Regions from separate parts of the Mus musculus genome. Here regions 1 and 3 are each linked to region 2. Evidence: chromatin contacts called from public ChIA-PET and HiChIP or PLAC-seq data. All regions are on one chromosome and are shown on one strand. Each heading gives the region's core, a stretch centred on a gene start, on an enhancer-like site or on the middle of the called end of the contact. The rest is flanking DNA. Distances are from core to core; before and after follow the strand shown.

Evidence for each region. ChIA-PET counts read pairs in DNA pulled down with a chosen protein or histone mark. HiChIP or PLAC-seq counts read pairs in DNA pulled down with a chosen protein or histone mark.
Region 1: an RNA polymerase II ChIA-PET map of memory CD8 T cells shows a contact between it and region 2, with 13 read pairs. The contact joins the promoter of Cplane1 here to the enhancer-like site in region 2. A contact is called at or near these places in 1 of 39 promoter capture datasets (the C10 cell line), 3 of 484 Hi-C or Micro-C datasets (myeloid progenitors, regulatory T cells and uterus) and 4 of 115 datasets of contacts at active chromatin or transcription factors (epiblast stem cells, memory CD8 T cells, microglia and 1 more).
Region 3: an H3K27ac HiChIP or PLAC-seq map of thymic regulatory T cells shows a contact between it and region 2, with 4 times the contacts expected there. The contact joins the promoter of Wdr70 here to the enhancer-like site in region 2. A contact is called at or near these places in 4 of 39 promoter capture datasets (the C10 cell line, liver and pre-B cells), 4 of 484 Hi-C or Micro-C datasets (CD4 T cells, LSK cells, Sertoli cells and 1 more) and 3 of 115 datasets of contacts at active chromatin or transcription factors (the 230-238 cell line, the SCID.adh cell line and thymic regulatory T cells).

The regions. Positions count from the first base shown.
Region 1 is chr15:8,166,784-8,171,465 of GRCm38.p6, forward strand. It overlaps Cplane1 (ciliogenesis and planar polarity effector 1), which reads left to right and starts at 2,323. Exons shown (of 53, transcript NM_001162906.1): 1 at 2,323-2,706; 2 at 3,523-3,611.
Region 2 is chr15:8,567,300-8,571,964 of GRCm38.p6, forward strand. No RefSeq gene overlaps it. Among named protein-coding and RNA genes, the nearest start is that of Gm46508, 13 kb to the right of the region's middle. Within about 2 kb of position 2,617, at least 290 of the 459 cell types and tissues checked have an H3K27ac peak or open chromatin away from gene starts, as enhancers often do. A contact at or near this core is called in the 230-238 cell line, the SCID.adh cell line, Sertoli cells and 6 more, where this site is marked.
Region 3 is chr15:8,097,821-8,102,415 of GRCm38.p6, forward strand. It overlaps Wdr70 (WD repeat domain 70), which reads right to left and starts at 1,389. Exons shown (of 18, transcript NM_001081402.1): 1 at 1,299-1,389; 2 at 1,136-1,201. The coding sequence starts at 1,323.

The sequences.
Region 1 (4,682 bases), core at 1,073-3,572, 400 kb before region 2:
CTGAACTGTTAAACTACTGCTCTTAGGTATTTCTAGCTGAATAAAAATGAAAGCACCTAATTATAATTAAATCAGAATCGAATATGACTATGAGTTTACTGTCTGGCATCTGGCCCTTACCTTGCATTACTTAATTATCCTAGACCGTGTGTAATAGCAGCTATAGAAGGATCAGGTCAAAGCTTTATATTCTCGTTTTGTTTTTTTTGAGACAGGGTTTCTCTGTGTAGCCCTGGCTGTCCTAGAACTCACTTTGTAGACCAGGCTGGCCTCAAACTCAGAAATCTGCCTGCCTCTGCCTCCCGAGTGCTGGGATTAAAGGCGTGCACCACCACGCCGGGCAAAGCTTTATATTCTTAAGTGAGTTGCATAGGCACAATGCCTAAGTGTAACAATATTAATTTCAAGTTTTGTAACAATATTCAAAGATTTATACGGATGGAAACCTTAAACCTATATCAATTTATAAATTCTGTACCAATATAAGGAATTATAACTTCAAGTTTGCATCAAATACAAAGATTTCTACCAATGTTAGATTATGGCTATGCAATGCTTTGTTTAAGAATAATTTTAGTAATCCATCCCATATATCTAACTTTCTATACTATCACTCTATCCTCTCTTTCCCTTTAACCTCCTTCCTTTTACCTCGGAAGGAAAGGAGAGAGGAGAGGAGAGGAAAGACAGAAAGCTCCAAGCCTAAGCCCTCTATTTAGTTTCCTCCCTATTCAAAATTATGACCATTTCCAAATTATCCCTTAAAATGATAGCCTACCTATAATTTATGAAATAACCATAATCGAGAGATAGGGATAGCAACTGTCCACAACTTCCTCCTGCTGAATTGGGTTGACAAATATTTTTAAGGGGTGGGAGGAGGAGGGAAAGTGGAAGAAGTGGTTAGGCTTAAGAAAGCTAGCACTAGCATCTGTTACCCAGTCGTTGTATACGTAGAAGGCTCAGGGCTTGACAGGTTCTGACTGGAGCTGTCTGAAAGGCTGGATGAACCTAATCCGTCTGGAACCTGGGGCTATTCCTGAAGCTGCTCTAGAAGCAAGTCTCTGGAGACAGCATCAGAAGGGAGGGGGCTGGAGCAGCAGCTCATTTCAGCGTCCATGCGGATGAACCTTGTCAGAGCTGCACATTCAGCAATACGTGAATCTTACAACCAACAGTTTAGTACTGTAAGATACCTGTGTGGATTGTGCAAAGTGCACAGATGAGTTAAGGTTGAACTTTTGCTCCTTGTTTGAGCAGGTAAAAGACGAGTATTCTTTTTATGAGTTAATTTGATCGATAACCAATTGTGATAAATCCTTCATGACATGTGAAGAATTCCATGACCAACACGATTTATTGTCTAATTTTAGCTGAAGTTTTGGCTAGAGACTTTTTTTTTTTTTTTTTGGTTTTTTGAGACAGGGTTTCTCTGTGTAGCCCTGGCTGTCCTGGAACTCACTCTGTAGACCAGGCTGGCCTCGAACTCAGAAATCCGCCTGCCTCTGCCTCCCAAGTGCTGGGATTAAAGGCGTGCCACCACTGCCCGGCAAGTTTTTGTTGTTGTTGTTGTTGGTTTTTGTTTGTTTGTTTGTTTATTTATCTATTATATGTGTGTGCACTGTTGTCTTCAGACACTCCAGAAGAGAGCATCAGATTTTTGTTATGGATGGTTGTGAGCTACCATGTGGTTGCAGGGATTTGAACTCAGGACCTTTGGAAGAGCAGTCGGTGCTCTTAACCGCTGAGCCATCTCACCAGCCCGTTGTTGTTGTTTTTTAACTTGTTATTTTATGAGTGTTTTGCCTACGTGTATGTATGTGCACCACCTTTGTAGCTGGTGCCCACAGAAGCCACAAAAGAGTGTCAGATGCCCTGGAACTGGAGTTACTCAGGGTTATGTCGTAGGTGCTGGGACTCTGAAATCGGGTCCTCCACAAAGGCAACAACTGCTCTTAACAGCGCAGATCTAAATGTTGGTTCTTAAGGCATTCTCATGCCAAGCTCCACGGAGAGCTCGGAAACTCAAAAGTCTTGCACGAGGGGAAGCCAGGGATGGATGGAGAGAGAAAGGACTACCGAGCTGAGGAGAGAGCAGGAGGGCAGGACAGACTCGGTGGAGGTAACCCACTCTGGCAGGCTTGCAGCGCTCTCCCAGAACCCCGGCGCAAAGCTGGCTACGCCGAGGAGGCGGGGCGGGCGGGGATCCGTCAGGTGCCCGCCCACGGAGCGGCATGGAGCATGCGCAGTGGGGCGGCCCCGCCCACGCGTCGCCTGGACACGGCTCTGGGGTGGCGGGCGCGGCCTCCTCCAGGGCTCAGCGGCTTCGCAGCCTCTGCGGTCCTCGGTGGGAGGTGGCGGCCTTGGGACCTTCCCCAGGGGCTCGGTCCCCGTGCCCCCCGCCTCCCAGGGTCTCCGGGCTAGCTGTGGGGACTTCCGTTTTCCTCGCGGCCGCCCGCCGTCCCGCCCAGGTCCTTCTTTGGGTCGCAGGCGTCCCCTCCCCGCCGTGGCCCCTCACACCTCCACAGGGGACCTCCGGGCAGGACTCTGCGGCCACAGCCACGAGGAAACCTCTGAGGAGACCCCAGCGGACGGCAGAGCAGTGAGGGATGGACGCGGGTTCCTAGCATCCTCCGTAGCACAAACCCCGCCCGGGACGTCAGCGATTTTCTTGAAATTGTATGCTCCGATTTGTTTGAAATAAAGGTACCTTTCCCCGGTTCCCGTAGACTGGGCAGATTACTCCTGTCATACATATATTTTTGCGCCATGGAGCGGATTTTTTTTAAAAATCAGTTCTTCCATCTGCAGTGTCTGTTGTGTAGTGCTTGGTCTATCCAGTAGCATCAGTGTTTTGAGAGGCTTTGCAGTATGCGTCAGAAAATGGTGTTTGCTGCATCCCAGGAGAGAGGTGATTGTTAGAATTCTAAGTGACGGGAGGTTGTACGTGATTCTGTAGCGCACCGTACTGAAATCTTGAAGTGGGTTTGCTGTCTTTCTATCTTTTATGCTTTACTTGAAAAAAAAAATATGTCTATCTTTTCCCAAACAAATCCTTTGCATAAATCTTTAAGTGTCTTTCACATCTAGAAGGACTCATTAGACAAAAAACATAATACAATTAATCCCTCAAAACCAAAACTAACAAGTTGCTGTCACCAGTAGAATCTAACGATGATTAACTCAGTCGTGCTGGGTTTTCTCCTGTTGCCTTTTATCAATTTTGCATTTAAAGTTGCATAATGTAATTAAATATGTATTTTAGATTAACCAGTTCCTTATGTTTTGCTGTACCTTATTTTTCTCTTTACATGTGCATATGTATAGTATTTAGGAATTATTAAACTACCTAGAAATAGCTTTTGATTTGAAGATGATTGCGTATATTAAATAGTCTTATATTCACTTGTCATACTCAGAATAATGCATATTTCTGGTAATGCTATTTTACATGAGTAGTCATCAAATTTAGGAAACTTGGCATTGAATAATATAGCATTTTTGTTTTGTTTTTTGATGCAGAATAAAATGCTTCATTTGGCCGCCTTGTGTGGTTAAATCATCCTTCATTTGGAACACCTGAGCTTCTGATTCTTCGCTGACACTGGTTGGTTAGTTTCATGTCCATTTATCACAAACCAGAATCATTTGGGAAGAACCTGAGTTGAAAAAAATGTCCCCCCCCCACCTCACGTGCCAAAACAGTGGTATGGCAGCTCTTTTCATTTTGAGGCAGGGTCGGGCTGGCCATAAATTCAGGTCTGGGCAGAGAAGCCTTGAATTTGGTCTTCCTGCCTCAGCCTCTGGAGTAGCTGCAACTTCATGTGCAGTAGCAACAGGACTGTGGAGGCTTCTTCAGGTGAGCTAGTTTGGACTTGCTCACAGCTGTGTGGGCTGACGGTCGTTTGCTTTACTTGGTGAGAGGAGTTTCATAAATGGTTACTCCAGGGATTTTTCTCCCCTTTTGTGATTTAGCCTTGGAAATTCATAGTGTCCCTTCCATTGTACTCTCTTGGCCAGAGTAATCCCACAGTCTACCTTAACGTCAAGGGAATCGGCAGAGCAGGAGGCTAGGGAATTTGCCGTTCTTTACTAAAATATAGTCAGCTACACTGAGAAATGCAGATCATATGAAACTATGTTTATGGCCACTGTCTGAGAAGTAGCGTATTAAGAAAGCAAATACATTTTGCCTCTGTTCAGGATGTGGATGAAATACAGAATGCAATTTCTTACCTTTTAAAAAGAGAGTTGTTGGGGCTGAAGAAGATGGCTCAGCAGTTATGAGAACTGGCTGTTCTTCGAGAAGACGTGGGTTCAATTCCCAGAACCCACATGGCAGCTCACAACTGTAACTCCAGCTCCAGGAGATCCAACAGCCTCACACAGACATACATGCAGGAAAGACACCAATTCACATAAAATAAAAATAAATAAATTTTTTTTAAAAAAAGAATTTTTATAGATGTATTAAAAGTTCTCCAACTTGTAAATTAACATGTTCAGTGTTACCATTTGACTTTCAGATGTCTCCCGTAGGCTCATTATCTTGATTGAATATTCTGTCTCCAGCTTGTGATACTGTTTTGAGAGGTTCTAGAAACTTAAAGAGTTTGGTCTGAGAACATAGGTCACTGGGGGTGCACCTTTGAAGGCTAATCCTGGTCCACTATCCCTACTCC
Region 2 (4,665 bases), core at 1,367-3,866:
TACACATACATATGTGTATATATAGGTACATGTGACTTTGTAGACACAAAAACACTTGGTAGTAGCTAGTCAGAACAGTGATATACTAAATGTTAGTAGTCTGTCTAAGCTCCACCCAACAGTTACCTGGAAACAGCCAGGTATGCCTGACTCACTATAAAAGGGGCTGCTTGCACTCTCCTCTTGCTCTTGTTCCTGCCTTTCTGCTCCCCTTCACTCTCTTCCCATTCCCCATCCCCTTCTCCCCTCTCTCTCCATGTGCTCAAGGCCTGCTTCTACTTCTCTTCCTCTTCTTCCTCCTCCTCTTCCTCCTCCTCCTCCTCCTCCTTCTCCTTCTTCTTCTTCTTCTTCTTCTTCTTCTTCTTCTTCTTCTTCTTCTTCTTCTTTCTCTCTCTCTCTCTCTCTCTCTCTCTCTCTCTCTCTCTCTCTCTCTCTCTCTCCCTCTCTGACTTTCTCTGCCTCTACTACCCTCTTGACTCCCCTCCCCACACCACCGACCTGTGGCTGGTCCCTCAGGGGGAAGGGATGCCTCATCATGGGCCTGCCCAGGCACCCCCTTCCCCTAATACCTCCATAAAACATACCCCCTCCTTTCTTTATCTCTTTATAAACACATCACTAAATGTGTAACACCTGCCATTTAAGCTGTTCTTCTGATCTTCATTTTGGCCTTGGGTAACTTGTCCTATTACCTCATGCTTATCTTTCTTGTTTGGGCTTTGACTCCACATCTATCCTCCAAGTGCTTACTACTAGATTGCATAGCAAGCTTCTCTCTCTCTCTCTCTCTCTCTCTCTCTCTCTCTCTCTCTCTCTCCATTGTCTGTTACCAGAGAGCTACTTCTAAACATCACACAGATGCAGACATTTAACAAGGCTGCAGTATTTCTCAAAGCAATCTCCCTTTGTACAATGTTATTTGTTCTTTTGTTTTTGATGGGGTCTTTCAAAAGCCAGACTGGTTTCACTCATTTTGTCGGCAAACACCTTGAATTCAGGGTCCTCCAGCCCCCCAAGTTTGGTGTGCTGGGATTAGGGAAGTGGCTAGGTTATTACACCAGGTCTATGATGTGGTGGGGAATCCTCAGTTCAGGACTTCATGCCTGCTAGGCACACTACCAACTGCGCCCCACCTCCAGATGCCTTCCGGGCAACCGTTGAACCAAGTGAGCCGACAGGGGAGGTCGCTGATCAAAGAGTCTTGTTAAGAGTTTGAAGGCAGAAAAGAGTTCTATAGCAAGCCTGGAGATTCTATCCAAAACCAGTTCTCAAGAAGCTGCTGGGCAGTGGACCGTACACGGCAGATGCAAGGTTAAATATAACCAAAGCATCACAACTTACACACAGATCAAAGAACCAAAACAATCCCTGAACCCTGGCCACCGCAACGCCTGCTGGGCACGCCTGCAGACCCAAGTACTGTGTGCACATACTCCCCCCACCCCACCCCCGGGAGCCCGCCCCGTCCCTTCTTCAGTCGCCCCAAGCTTGATCTCAGGGACGCAGCTGCCGCCAGGTGCGTTGGGATGCCCCACCCTCTCCGGTTGGAGAGCAGACAGACCGGTTCTACTTGTCTTGCTAAGGTGAAGACAACAGACCGACTACAGACAACTGAAGGCGGGCGAGGCCCCGCTGTCTCCCTCCTCCCTCGCATCCTTCTAGCCTCTCTCTGAACTTTTCTACCTGACATTCGCGCTACTAGCTGAAAGCGAGTCCCCAGCCCAGCAGCCTGCCGAGCACCGTCTCCAGCGACGGCTGCGAAACTGTTCGACTCCAAACACAAACACCAGCCCCTGACATGTTTTAAGAAACGCTCCAGTTGGATGAGTGCGGAACCAAAACAGACCAAATCGGGAGGCAGGGAGGGAAGGCAAGCAATTGGCCCAATTCGGTTGGAGCAGCGGGGCTCGTGTTACACTCCCTTTGCCAGTTAGCGTCGTGGGCGTTTGTTGCTGTGTTAATTACAGTTCTTCCCGGAGTCGGAGGCGAGAACAGCCCTCGTGGAAGCGTTTCAAGTGGAACGCTCCACCAGGAAGCAAACAACTGCTTTCCTGCCCAGCTGGGAGGGATTCCACCCGGCAGCGAAGGGCGGGGCTGCGGGCGCGTCCTGCCGGGCTGTGCGCACGCGCACTGCGGGGCTGAGCGCACCTGCCTGCGGTTAGCATCGCTCTGGCCACCGGCTCCGGCGGCGCCCGGGTGCAGAGAAGCCAAGAAGGTGCAGCGGAGCAACGGCTTCTCCCCACCCCCCCTCCCACCCCCACGGGGGGACCCAGTACTCCAGGGAGCCCGTGCTTTTCCCAGCCCCCCCCCCCGCGTTCTTGTTTTCTCTGGAGTTCCTGGGGAGTCAGTTCTGTTTTATCTTCTCGTGGGTGGCATGAGGATGGGAACAGGTGGCTCTGAAGGAATCGGGAACAAACCCGAGATAGCGCGGCAGGGTGGAAAGTACACGGCCTTCCAGATACAGTGAGCTGTCCCAAACTGGCTGCCCTTCGTCAAATATGTGACCTTGGGCAAAGTTGTTTCACTTTTTCTGAAAGGCTCCCAGAAGCTCGTACGTAACTTCACAAGAGGAGGTGCTTGTTTGTGCTATTGACTCTATTGCTGGAACACACACGTCACTATATAAACGTCACCTGTAGAGAAGTAAGCAGGGGCTGGGCACATAGTTCATTTGGTAGACTGCCTTCCTAGCAAGCACTGTGCTTTGTGTATGGGCCTCAGTACCACATAAAATCTCGAGTCCTCTCAGCGCAGGGGGTGATCAGGAGTTCAAGGCCATCCTTAACAGCACAGAGGCCAGCAAAAGCAAAACACAAACAAACAAAACCTTTTTTTTTTTTTTTTTTGGTTTTTCGAGACAGGGTTTCTCTGTATAGCCCTGGCTGTCCTGGAACTCACTTTGTAGACCAGGCTGGCTGGAACTCAGAAATCCGCCTGCCTCTGCCTCCCAAGTGCTGGGATTAAAGGCGTGCGCCACCACCTTTGTTTAAAGGCTTCAAACAAAACCTTTTAATGTTGCCATTCTATACATGAGAAAGTTACTTCCTAAAGATGTTAATGAATGTATATATATATATATATATATATATATACATATATATACACACACACACAAACAGACATACATACACACACATATGTATACATACACATATACATACATATGTATATGTACAAATACACACACATGTATACATACAAATGTATATATATATATGCTATTTTTGTTTGCATGACTATAGGACATAAACTACAAATGGCACTAGCTGAGAGCAATGTGTCCTCCATTCATTTGAGAATGAAGGGGCAGAGAGGAAAGGGTCTTGGTGATTACTGATATCCAGCAAAGGCAGCTGAATAAGCAATAGGAAATAGGATGTGAATGCCAGCATCAGCCTCGCCAATCTGTTACAGCCCACACATACTTAAATACCACTAGGTCAGTGTGGGCTCAGCAAGTAGGGTCGTGGAGCTGAGCACAGTCACAGTCACATACCTGCTCCATATCTCTTACTACAATACTTACCTGGCAGCTTTCCCCCATTTCAGAAGAATGCTTTCTCCCCCTTACAGTGCTATTTGGGAATTTTACGAATAAAATTCTTGGAATCAATTCAAAAACTGCAATCCAAAAGCCATGGTGTGCACTTGACACTGCCACTTAGGCACACTTAAGGCCTGGCGTAGACACCTAACATAATACATGGGAAGTGCTTTGGAATAAAAACAGGAGTAATGATATTTTAAAAGGATACCATACATGTTTTGATTGTCATCATAATCTTCCTGAGGAAATTTTGCCATTAACACATGACTCTCAGTTTCACATCGTTCTTGGTAAAGTCATTTTCAGAACAGTTGTGGGGACTGAATAGGAAAGGCACAGCCCAGAAATCAGGCTATACTGTGTGTGGCATAATCTCTGCCTACAAAGAACTGCTGTGGAGGTAGGGTCAGTTATTCGTGTTCTAAAAAGAATGGCTTACTCAGTTTTCACCGGGTCAGTCAATGCCAGTTCTTGGGGATAGTTTGGATTTGGCTGGGGATCTGGAACCAGTCTGCCTCGGGTCAGCTGCCTTCATAAAAGATCAGTACAAATATCAAATTTGTACTTATGATAACCAAGTCTATCATCGTACATTTCTGTAGGTTAGAAATCTGACATGGTCTGTCTTATTGTGTGAGACTTCAGGCCAAATTCATTTCTTCGTCTTCCAAGGGGCACCTTCCTCCCTCTGGAGAATCAGCAATGACATCTCAAATCCATAAATCGAATCGTCTTGAGAGCTATCTTCAATTCCCTCATCCTCTTTTAGGGACCCATATGATCTCATTGGGCCCATCTAGGTATCGACGCGAAGGATAATTTCCCTATTTTAAGGTGCCCTGATTAGCAAACCTAGAGTCAATTGCATCCCTAATGCCTCTTCAAAATTTAATCTCCTGTGTCTACAGGTTCCTAGGATTGGGGTATGGATATCTATGGGAGGCCACACATTCTGCTCATTTTGGTAGCCAACACTGCATTAATTCATAAACATATACTAAAGGCTTCCTCTGTAAAGGCACAATTAGCAGGGAGGTACAGGTCCCCCAGATCTGTCACTTACTAAGTTAATTAACTGCCTAGTTAGGTTGATTTGGGCAAATTATTTAACCCGTTTA
Region 3 (4,595 bases), core at 139-2,638, 470 kb before region 2:
CATAAATATGATATTAAATTTTAATATGCACCAGGAGATCTAAAAAAAAAAAAAAACAGATTTGACTTCCTTTTCTTCGTGATTCTCCTAATTTTCTGAAGTCAAAAACAGGAGTTGGAGAGATGATTCACAAGTTAAGAACACTTGTTGCTCTTGCAAAGGACATGTTTAGTTCCCAGGGCCCACAAGGTGGCTCACAACCATCTGTAACTCTAGTTCCATGGGACCCAGTGACCTCTTCTGGCCCCCATAGGTACTGCAGGCAAATGGTGCACAGACATAGAGGCAAAACAACCGCTCAGAAATATAACTATATATACATTTATCTTTTAAAAAAATAAATCCACCGGGTGGTGGTAGCTCAAGCCTTTAATCCAGGCAACCGGGAGACCGAAGCAAGCAGATCTTTACGGGTTCGATGCCAGCCTGGTCTACAGGGTGATATCCAGGACAGCCAGGACTGTTACACAAACACACACACACACACACACACACACACAAAACCTGTCTAGAAAAAAACAAAAAACAAACAAACAAACAAAAGAGGAGAATGAATAGGAAGAAGAGGAAAAGAGGAGGTGGAAGAGGGAAGGAAAAAGAAGAAAAGAAGGGAGAAAAGAAAGAAAAAAAGTAAATACTGTAACTACCCTTTTATCGACTAATTACCTAGAAGAAGCTAAGTAGATGAATAAATGAAACAATGAATGAATGAGAACTAGGTACATCAGAGAGACATTTGTTCCCAAAACAAATTACAGGTCAATTTCCATTTGATTTTTCTAGCACTGATACTATTAACAGATGATTATGTCTTTTGAGACTGTTTTTTCTTTTAAATCACCTAATAATGTGACAAGACCAGGGTATACATTAAGACTGAAGAGGAAGAAACGCTATATCCACCAAAATGTTATTTAATGGTCGCCACTAAATGTCTTTCTCAGACTGGGTCACCATAGTAATCCCTTTCCGTCAAGGTTTCCAACTGTCACCTGAACTGGTCTCAACAGTTTAAATGGGACCGATTCGGATTTGGCACGGCGGAAGGCGCCGGTCAAAAGTGGCAGCTCTCCTACCCTTTACTCGCAAGCCCCGGGCGAAGTCGGGCTGGGCTCTGCCCCGGGCAGTCACTCACCGAATCCTGTGAAGCCCATGGTGACCGCCAGCTGAGGGTCGGGTCCCGCCGTGTCTGCGCCTGTCACTGGAGCAAGAAACAAAGGACAGACCGGCCGTCAGCCCGGCGCTCCAGTGCCCAGCACGGCCCTCCACCCCGGCTGGCCCGCCTAACCCACACCCACCTTCGCTGGTTCCCGAGTGCTCCATGACTGCCCGAGCCCACCGCCTCCGTGGATGCAGCAGCGCGCGACTCCCGGCAAGCCCGACGGAAGTGTCGTCACCGAGACCGCGTCGCCAAGAGCGGCCCGGCTGCGTGGGTAGGCAGGCTTTCGGACTCTCGCCCCCTAGCGGTGCGGAGGGAATGCGCTGACAAGCCACGAGGAGGTCTAGTTTGGGAGTTCCCTAAAACCTTTCGGTGGTTTCAGATGCGTTCTCAAGCAAAGTCCTGGCACGTTTCTAAGGAAATCAACAGAATCTTGTTATTTGCATGCTACTTTTATCTATATTCGTAATGTACTTGACGTACATGATGAAACTTCCACTGCTGCCCATCTTCTCAGTATGCTTGAAGAAACCACTATCTAGTTATAAAGATGCCAGAAAACTGAAGAGTTGTTAGGAATGTTTAAAGCGCTTGCCCTCAGTCTCCACTCTCTAGGCTAGCCTTGTTTACTAAGGGTTCCAAATGTTACATGTTACATAACTACTGTGTTTCCAATTTATTTTAGTTTCTTTACAACTCTGTTCCTATTCTTAATGACACATCATTTAATATACTTTTAAAGTCTAAAACAAATACTTGGTTGAATTTTTCTTTTGTCAGAGTCTCTCATTTTGTAATCCATGCCTGGCCCAGAACTCAGAGACCCATCTAGATTCCTCTGCCTCCCAAGCTTTTAAAGATGTGTGCTACCAAGCCAAGTGAAAATACTTCATTTTCACATGCACTCAATGATTGTGGACGTGGTATAAACATGCCTTACTGTGCAACCTGCAGACCTATTCTTCTACTATGTGGTTCTGGGGGTGGACCTCAAGTCACAAGCTTAGCAGAAAAGACAATTTCCTACTGAGCCTTGTAGTCCACTCAAGAATGAAAATTCTTTGATAAAATTACTCCTGAGCCCCAATATTAGACTCCTGTCTCTGTCTATGGTTCATTGATAATGATTATCTAATGCTTCCATTGTCCTTAGAGTAAAAGAAAAATTTATTAGTACAAAGAAGCTGTAGATCTGTGGTTGCTTAGCATAGACAAGGCTAAGGGTCTGTATTGGATCTCCACCACAAAAAAATACAAATTTAATAAAAGGTTAGCCTGACTTCCAAAACCTTTCTATTCCAATCTTGTCATTTTCAACATTCCCATTTAGTGCAGGGAGCGGCCTCAGAACACATAGTCCTGAATGCTTTAACTCTTCACCAAGTCATTGATCCAACCAGCTCATCTCCAACTATCAAATTAAATCTCTCCTGCTTTTGAAAGCATCTGTAGAACTTTGTAGGCCTCCAACTAAATAAGGCCCACCTACCATGTGATACCCTAGTCTGTCTTCATAATATAATGGCTGGGCAGGCACTCTTGAGTGGTTATTAAATGAATTAATAAGAAGAAATGGTTGTGAAGGCAAGTTACTTTTCCTATGCACAAGATGTATATAATTTGTAGCAAGGAAGTTTGGGTTTGCCTCAAGAGATTACTAGTGACAAATTACCCTGAACTTCAACCAGTAAGGCTAATTTATTTTGCCTACTCTCAAATATGTTATTATTGGTGCTAATATTTCTTTTCTGAGCATAAATAAGCAGCCATTAGATACTGGAGTAGAACTTTATGAATGATATTATGTATCCATAACCTTTAAGCTCATAAGTAATAGTTTCAGCTCCTCAATTGTCAAGGAGAAGAAATTTTGAGATTCATGATATATTAAACTTTAAACTGAAAAGCACTAGAGAAAATGAAAAAAAAATAGCTATTCCATCACCCCATTAGAATTGGTATTTATCACCATAAACATCATTTTAAAAAGACACTCTGCTATCAATCAATGATGACAACAATGCAGCTTCCACATTAAACTATTTCTGTTGAGTATGCGTGAAACAACTTCATAAACATAACTGTAAAGTGTAATGGAAGATTTTTATTTCTCTTGAAGAAAATGAATTTATTCATTAATCAAAACAGGAAGCCACTCAATCAATGATTCCCAGTGCAATCTGCAGACTGTTTAAGAGTGCCCATATGATCAAGACTCTTTGGCAAATAATCTAAGATACCAGTTGGGGATTTCTTCACTATATTGATTATATTGACTGTTGAAGCAAAAGCAATGGCGTACTAAAATAGGGCACATTAGAATATTAGTTTTTCTGAATGATTCATCAATTGGGGAGGGCCAGACAGTAAGCCATTTAAGTCTCTACTGGACAAAAAGGAGCAAGGAGCCATAGCAAAGAAAACAATTGACTGGTGGAAAGTCCTTAGAGGTTAAATCACAGAACTTTTGGAATGTCTCTCTGTATTAAGGGAATTTATTGTAATGACTTAGTCTGTGCGCTAACTAATCCAGCGATGGGCAGCTGTGAATGGAACATCCAAGAATCTAGGAGTTGCTCAGTCACACGAGGCTAGTTGTTTCAACTGGTCTTCTGAATCGTGGTGCAGCTGGAATCCTCAAGAAGTATATTCCAACAGATGTGCTAGCAAGTCAGTGCAAGCAGCCTAAGAAGACTGAGTCTTCCCTCATCCAATGTCCTTATGTAGGTCTCTAGCAGAAAGTGTGGCCCAGATTAAAAGTGTGTACCACCACGCCTAGATTTGTAACTTGCTTAGTCCCAGGCTGGCCAAGATCTGCTTGCCTCAGTCTCCTGGGATAAAAGGCGTGTACTACCTTGCCTGGGCCTAAGCTTTTCATGGCCACTATGTCTTACACGCGTTCTCACGACCGGCCAGGAAGAACACAACAAACCAGAATCTTCTGCGGCAAAACTTTATTGCTTACATCTTCAGGAGCCAGAGTGCAAACCCCAAGCCCCCCATTGCTTACATCTTTAGGAGCCAGAGCGCCAGAGCGCCAGAGCGAGAGCTCTATTGTTTACATCTTTAGGAGCAAGAGAGCAAGCCCCCAAAGCCCCCCATTGCTTACATCTTTAAGAGCCAGAGTGCCAGAGCTTCAGAGCGCCAGAGCGAGAGCTCTATTGTTTACATCTTTAGGAGCAAGAGAGCAAGCCCCAAGCCCAAAAGTGAAAGCGAAACCCCGTCCCTCTTAAGGAGAGTTATCCTTCGCCTAGGACGTATCACTCCCTGATTGGCTGCAGCCCATGGCCGAGTTGTAGTCACGGGGAAGGCAGAGCACATGGGGTGGAGAACTACCTTTGGCACATGCGCAGATTATTTGTTTACCACTTAGAACACAGCTGTCAGCGCCATCTTGTAAAGGCGAATGTGGGGGCGGCTTCCCACAACTATGCCT